Linked DNA regions of Danio rerio: region 1 is linked to region 2. Evidence: chromatin contacts called from public HiCAR-type data. All regions are on one chromosome and are shown on one strand. Each heading gives the region's core, a stretch centred on a gene start, on an enhancer-like site or on the middle of the called end of the contact. The rest is flanking DNA. Distances are from core to core; before and after follow the strand shown. Region 1 holds the start of map2k5 (mitogen-activated protein kinase kinase 5). Region 2 holds the start of skor1a (SKI family transcriptional corepressor 1a).

The links. HiCAR-type assays count read pairs that join an accessible place to other places.
Region 1: a HiCAR-type map of caudal fin shows a contact between it and region 2, with 5 times the contacts expected there. The contact joins the promoter of map2k5 here to the promoter of skor1a in region 2. A contact is called at or near these places in 1 of 18 Hi-C or Micro-C datasets (fibroblasts) and 2 of 4 datasets of contacts at active chromatin or transcription factors (caudal fin and embryo).

What each region holds. Positions count from the first base shown.
Region 1 is chr7:34,128,232-34,131,789 of GRCz12tu, forward strand. It overlaps map2k5 (mitogen-activated protein kinase kinase 5), which reads right to left and starts at 1,557. Exons shown (of 22, transcript NM_001114317.1): 1 at 1,203-1,557; 2 at 965-1,013; 3 at 679-746. The coding sequence starts at 1,334.
Region 2 is chr7:34,024,065-34,028,133 of GRCz12tu, forward strand. skor1a (SKI family transcriptional corepressor 1a) reads right to left here and starts at 1,368. Exons shown (of 9, transcript NM_001130652.1): 1 at 1,094-1,368.

The DNA of each region.
Region 1 (3,558 bases), core at 307-2,806, 100 kb after region 2:
TCTAATGGTGCACCTATTGGCTGTCGCTCAAGAAAGTTGAAGGATTCTCAACTTTGTTGCATCGCTCATGCACACCTGGTCACCAACGTTCACTGTCACTCGCATAGACAGAGGTCACTGGAAGTAGCTTGCACTCCGTTAAAATGAACGGTCGTTTGTCGCTTTGCTGTTGCAAGTCATTCATAATGTAAACGAGGCTTTTAAGGGACTTCAACATAACAAAAAAAACGCAAATAAGTTAAAGGCGAGTAAACGATGGCATAATTTTTATGGATGCTGCTATATTATCGATATCCTAAATGATTTCGTAGTAAAACATATATTTTGTGACAAGTTTGACTTGACATAATAAAATTTGCATTAAAAAAAAAGGTGCAAATGTATGAATGAATGTCTGCACAATTTCTTGTTGACAATAACAATATCCAAAACAACTGACTTATTCATCATAAAAGTTAAAATATATTTGATTTATTAAGAAACTACTATAATTACAAATATATGAATATTTTACAAGTGCATTAACTTCCTTATTTGTGAAGTTAAGTTTACAATTCTAAGCAAAGTTTTTTAATAGTCGGTAGTCTGCTTTTTAAAACTGCTTTAGAAGTCAAACCACATAACAGATCAATTAAAAGTCTCAACAAAGAGTCTGACAGAAATTTCAGACATACTCACATAGGACAGCATGGCTTTGAGCTCGTCATCACTGCGAACTGTGATTCGGTCACCAACTTCATCCTCATCTGAAATAAAAGCGAACTCCATTATTTACAAGCTAATTTCCACAAGCATTTTTATCCTGCACTGTATATTTACTCATTTGCATGAACAACTCTTTAGTTCAGGACAACAGTATTGCAAAGAAATGAAGTTATGTTTTCCTATTTCTTTTTACTCTATTAGCTATACTGATTGCATTTAAACTTGAGTAACATAAGTAAAATACAGCAGCAATACTTACACTCAAATGCTGTGACTGTGGCTTCAGGCATGGCATCTCTGATCGCGGCCTGTCAAAAAAGGGAATCTCAGCAATCACACATTTGACTGACAGCTGTCAATCAGCACCACTATTCGAAAACACATAGCAAAAAGCACATTTTAATAAATGGCATGCTCCACAAATGGTTTCCCTCTTTAAAAAGTCATAAGATATGAGATGAAAACTGGCTGTGAGTTAAATTAAAGCAGCTGCTCACCAGCAAATCATTGAAGTTGAGATGTGATGGACTGTCCACTGGCGAGTCCATGTCCCCCACCGGCGTCTTTATCCGGATGACGATTCCCTCAGATTCCATATTGCTCAGGTTACTCAAAACAAGTAAAAGCATAACAAAAACACACCGACAAACATAATCTTGGCTTTTAGACCGGATTTTCAGACCAACAGCAGCTGGAGAGCTGGCTAGGAGGCTAACAGTTTAACGTAGCATGAGCGCATTTAAAACACGACTGACGCAGCGAACATTCCGTCTAATAAACTCGCGACATGTCATTCCAGATGTGCTAAAGACTTTCTGTCTGCCTGTTAACTGTGTTAGATTTTATCAGTAGTTATCAAACTGTCAACAATGAAAGTAAAACAGAGGAAGTTACGCGGAAGTATATCGACGTTTACCCGGAAGCTGAACCTCTACTAGAGGCGCATAAAAGCCTCAGAAAGCAATCTTGCGAGTTGTGATAAATATTTTGGAGCTGTTATGTTGCTCTCCTGAAACTATAAATCATTTGTTTTGGGGTTGTTCTGTTACTCAAGCTTTCTGGGATAATATTAATGTGCTTATTTCCCAAACGCGTTTTGTAATCTTTACTAATTTTTAGATTTTGTTAACGATTTTTTGTTAACTTTAACATCACATTCAAACAAGAACTGAAATATAATTAAACATAATTTAATTGTTTAGATAGAAAGCAATAAACGTATGTTTTTATTACTTATTATATACAGAAAAGGTATATTTATATTATTTCTTAATGTGCTTTATCATAATTTAAAGGATTAGTTCACCAAAAAGCTAAATTTACTCACTATTTGCTCGTCCTCGATGGATTCCAAATCTTTATGAGTTTCTTTCTTTTATTGAACACAAAATATGTTGAAGAAAGCCTGTAATCATTACCTTCCATAATAGGAAATATATACTATGCAAGTCAATGGTTACAGGTTTCTAACATTTTTTTTTAAATATCTTCTTGTTCTTCCTCAATTGTAAGTTACTTTGGACAAAAGCATCAGCTAAATATCTCAATTTAAAATTTAAATAAACTTATGATGAAACTCAGATTAATTTTTTTAAATATTATATTATTCTTTTTTTTTTCAACTATTGGGGTGCGGCCGGGTAAGGGGCCCTACAAGACAATGTGCCCAGGGAACTCTGAATTCTTAATCCAGGCCTGGATCCAAGACCTGTGAATAAATTATGCCAAGCTATCCATAATCCTGGACCAGGCCGTATTCTGAGCTGATTCTGTGGTGGTCATGGAGGAGCGGAGAGAATGAGACTGATTCCTGAAAGACCCCAGTGACAGACAAGTTGATCCAGTGGGCCAACTTGAACACTGCCAGTGACCTACTCACACCTGCAGCTTCTCCGTGATGGAAATCCAGAATTCTTAAGCCTCCAGCGCCTAGACTACAGCTCTGCACAAGAAGTTTGACCAGAGGAGAAATGGTCATGCCCACCTGAGCCTGGTTTCTCTTGAGGTTTTTTCCTTTACTTTCGTCAATTGGTGAAGTTTTGTTCCTTGTTTGGGACTAGTGGAGCTGCGCATCAATAGATTTGCTCTTTATTGTTTTAACGTTCACTGCTAAAATTTAAACCACACTAAGCTGAACTAAATTGAACTTCAGCTCTAAAAACTGGACTGACACAGTTTCAATTTACTTGAACTTCTAAGCTGCTTTGACACAATCTATATTGTAAAAGTGCTATAGAAATAAAGATGAATTGAATTAAATTGAATATATTCATCTCGATCAACACCAACAGGTTAATCAAAAAGACTGGTGCAAATACACTCTCTTTCAACTCAGATAAACATAATAACTTCACCTAAAATGAATATTTCACATCTAAATGCATTGTTATATGCAGTCTCGGTGGGTGTTGATCATTTCATATATTTCCTCCTCTATTATTTAGTTCTTCCATATTTCACCTCTATTACTTATTACCTCTTTACTGCATTACTTATATACAATTTAAATAGCATTAGTATTTAAAGATTTCCACTTTGCACAAGTCATTAGCGCATAATTGAATGTACAACAAAGAACATTTAGTGCGCTGTTGATTACAGCCTTATCTTAGGGGAGACTCATTCACTCAATCATGGTCACCGGCTGCTGATTGCAAAAGCCTCAACAGACATTGATCCTTCAGCAAAGCAGAGTTTTGTTTCTTTGGCCCTCGGAGTCCAGCTAATGCAGCGTTGATACCCTAGACTACTGGTCGGATTGTGAAGTGTCATGACAAACAGCTATGGAAGCCAAGTCTGACCCACGGCGAGCTGAAATCCACAATGATATGATCGCAGCCTTCCAAGCAGCAG
Region 2 (4,069 bases), core at 118-2,617:
GTGGAGGAGACATAGATGTTAAATTACACTACAATCCAAGAACTAGCCTATATTTTATGCTAGAGATTATTTACAATTATTGATGTGATTTGTACAAGCGTTCTCCCAGCATAAATATATTCTTTACAGTATTATTATTTATAGGAATAAATAGCAATAATAACTTTATTTATACGAATAATAATATTTAATAACTATTATTATTGCTAAAACTGGTTTGATTATTACATATTGGCGCACATTATCTAAAAAAATTAACGAAACAAGAAATCGGTATATGATAATTGCAGTAATTTCAATAGTCTATAATTCGTCTACGTAATCAAGTTTATTCGTTTGTTTTAACCCTTAGTCAAATTAAAAACAGGCTACAATCTTTTTACCACTGTATTACACAATATAGATAACATTTAACGTTTTAATTAACACGTTAAAGCCAACTAATTAACACTGAGGCCTACAATTAATATTTCATTTTTAGGTTAAATATTTTGACGACTTTCCTTAAAAGCTCGCACTCTTTGACCCGAGAGCCTGCATCATTGCTTAATGTCTTCAAATCGGCTCAGAAGCCGGAGCGATTACTTAAAGGCCTCTTACGGCGCTAATACGCAAAGGGGCAGAAGGGAAGAATCTTTTAGCTACTCCAATGAGCTTATCAACAAGGAAAAGAAGCAGTAAGCCGCTTTCTGTGTAATTACACAGCCTGTGTTGTTCGACTTTGATCTGTTAATAAAACTCTGATCATTTATAATTAAAACATTGCGCAGGAAGCCTTTATAATTTAGTACAAAGCATATTTTCGTTTCCCAGACGTCTCCGTATTGTTTACATTAAACCATATGCATATAGGCTATTAATTATTTTGCCAAATTATATCACCTGATTTAAATGCTATAAAATCCCTTTCGTAATCAAGGATAAAGCATATTTTAAATATTACAGTCCACTGTTTCATAAACATTGGATTGAGAAATGGATATTAAAAATAAGTTAGACATTTATGATTTATTTATCATTTATTAAAAAAAAATTACACCATGGTTATTATATAGACCTATCAAACAAATTTTAAATATAAAAAGAAACGTACCTTTTTCAATCAAGAAACGTCAGAAGAGCTTGTGTATCGCCTCAAATGAACAGGCCTAAATCAAGAGGGACAAATCGTTCGTGTGAAGTGCGGGATGAAAACTGCGAGTCTGTGTAGTCTTCCCTTTCAAAACAGCTTTAGAGTTTCCATCCCTCTCAGCTCTCGTGCGTGGTGACGGGAGCGCGAGCCGAGTGACCACATGGCAGTCCCGGAGCTCGTGTCTCTTCTTAATAGGTTGTGCGCGATCTACTTCAAGAGAGGGGACGCCAAAAAGAATAAGAAGGCACACCCACTGAGATCAAATCCGATTCTGGTATTAACCGTTTGCTTCCACTAGCCTACTTCAAAACAAATAGTACTGCCAGTTTAGAATTCAACTGAGCTGCTTATACAGACAGGCAGATAGATAGATAGATAGATAGATAGATAGATAGATAGATAGATAGATAGATAGATAGATAGATAGATAGATAGATAGATAGATAGATAGATAGATAGATAGATAGATAGATAGATAGATAGATAGATAGATAGATAGATAGATAGATAGATAGATAGATGATTTTTGCTGCCTTTGTTGATATCTAAGTTCAATTTAAGCGGTTTTGCGCATAGACGATTGCGCATGGAAACAGGGAGGATGTACAATGAACAACCAATAATTATGATGCTTTGTTTGTTACTCTTCATGATATCATATACACATGTCTTTTTTCTCAGAGATGAACAAGTTTTGCATTAATTTTTAACTGTTCTGTTTTGAGTGACACTCGATAAACAAACTATCATTACGAATTAGCATGAAATATTTCCTTGTGTTGGGCATGCATGTCCGCGGGGCACGCACTGTCTAAACTGCTATTAGAAGTTCGTGGTCATTGCATTTTACGTCACATGTCTCCCAGTGAATGATGCACATTTGTTAAACACACCAGCCAGTGAGAGCGGCTAGTGTGTACAAACAGTGATATATCAGAGCAATGGACTGAGGTAAGTGGTGCAACCTTATATGGCCGTATTAACTATTTAAAACCTGATCAATGCCCTTCAGTTAACCCCACTAAGTCTTGACGTAAAGATATCAATATCGAACCGGGCAAAGTTGTGCTGTCCACTTTGAAATACGACAGTGGAAAATTGTCATTCCCTCAGAAATGTTTTGGCAATTTGTCCAGCTTTCATTGTTCACGCGTTTCAGTCTCTCCCTTTCTCTCTCAGAGGGTTTGCACAGTACAAAGTGTGGTCAAAACAACTGATAGCCAATGTTTTTTTTTAACCTAATAATGTGTCAAATATTTCCCACCTCCTTTAATTATTCCAGCCCTCGTCCATTTTACTTTGCTGTCATTCGTTAAGGTGTCAAAACAGACGTTTAATTAAACGGTAATTAATTATATAAATGTTAACAATTACCTGAATCAATTAGTTCATAATGTCCAAAAATGCCTTAGAGGGATGTTTCTTCTTAGCAAAGTCATTACCATTAAAACGCTTCGAGCTAAAGTGTATTTTACATTAACTGAACGTGTATCCTGAAACAAGTACAGCCGGCTGCGTTTGTATTAAAATATTTTTCCAAAATAGTTGAGGATAAAATACAGCTTATATGACGACAGAGATGAAAACAAATGGGAAAGTTTAAAAATCCGTCAAGCGATGCTCATGTGTCCTGTGACCAAGGGGCCACCGGCTTAACCTAATTCAATATTAATAGGAAGGGAAACTTTAACCAGATCTGCCTGGCCGTGTCTCCTTTCACAACCAAGAAGCTCCGTTCTGGCCCAACAATAATTACAATTTTATTCTGTAATTATTCCTTTCTTGTTAATTATTTAGAGGTCAGACTCAATGCAGCATTGTTAGCATTTATGGCGGAGAGACAGGGGCTCACATGTCCTACAAGACTGGATCCTCCTGGTATACAGATACACAACACCCGTTTTTAAACAAGCTATCCTGTCATCATTTAGACAGACCTGTGAGAAAAAAAAGTGTAATCATGTAAAAAAAAACATGTAAAATAAATAAACAATTCACAAGTTCATTTAAATCCTCACGACACTGAGTTATCTACAGTAATAACGCATTTATGGGCTATTGTTGTTTGCATATAGTTATCACTATTAATTTTAGCACAGTCAGGTTTCTTGATGGACTTAGTAACCTCTCTTACATGCTATTAAATAATCGATGATTGTTTTTACATAACGGTTGAATCAATACGATAAATATTGTGTTTCAAGACGACATATGCCATTATTGGCTCATTAATATACATGCTATTATATTACACGAGCATGAGTAAACTAATTAAAGAAACTTTATATAGGCCAGTTGCTAAGTATGAACTGCATGGAGAAAAACCTCTTCATTAGGCTGTAGCGCTTTGTGTATTTTTTATTTTTTTGATAATATTACCAGTAAACACGTTATCACCGCACATGAAATGTGGTAGTGAGGATACAATTAATTAAGTTAAATAGGATATTTTAATTTTGCCGTGTTAAAAGGTATTTATAATCTAAGACATGTCGTATTATTAGCCAGGCATTCGTCAAGCTATTTATCTATTTCTTTAGATATCATTAATGTTAATGTCTTAAAATATTTTTGTTTCTTATTAAATGAAAACATATTTCCATAAATAATATTTCCATTACACAAAGAACATTTTTTCCACTAAGGAATGTTTCTTTGTCAAAGAACAATCGATGCCATCAAGAACCTGCACAAAATTAGGAGCAATTACCAAGCGAGAGCAACTATTTTTTCCAACATCAAATGTTGTTGGTTATATTTTAAATGACCAACAAGCCGAATTCAAACATTTTTTAGTTGTACCTTAAACCAAATATATAATCTATAATTGTATTCAGAGAACACTAACAAGCTCAAATAATAAAGACGAAACCCCATTCAGATTTGGAGAAATAAGAGATTCTGTCCTGGAGGTCATAGAGAAGATTGGCACATAAA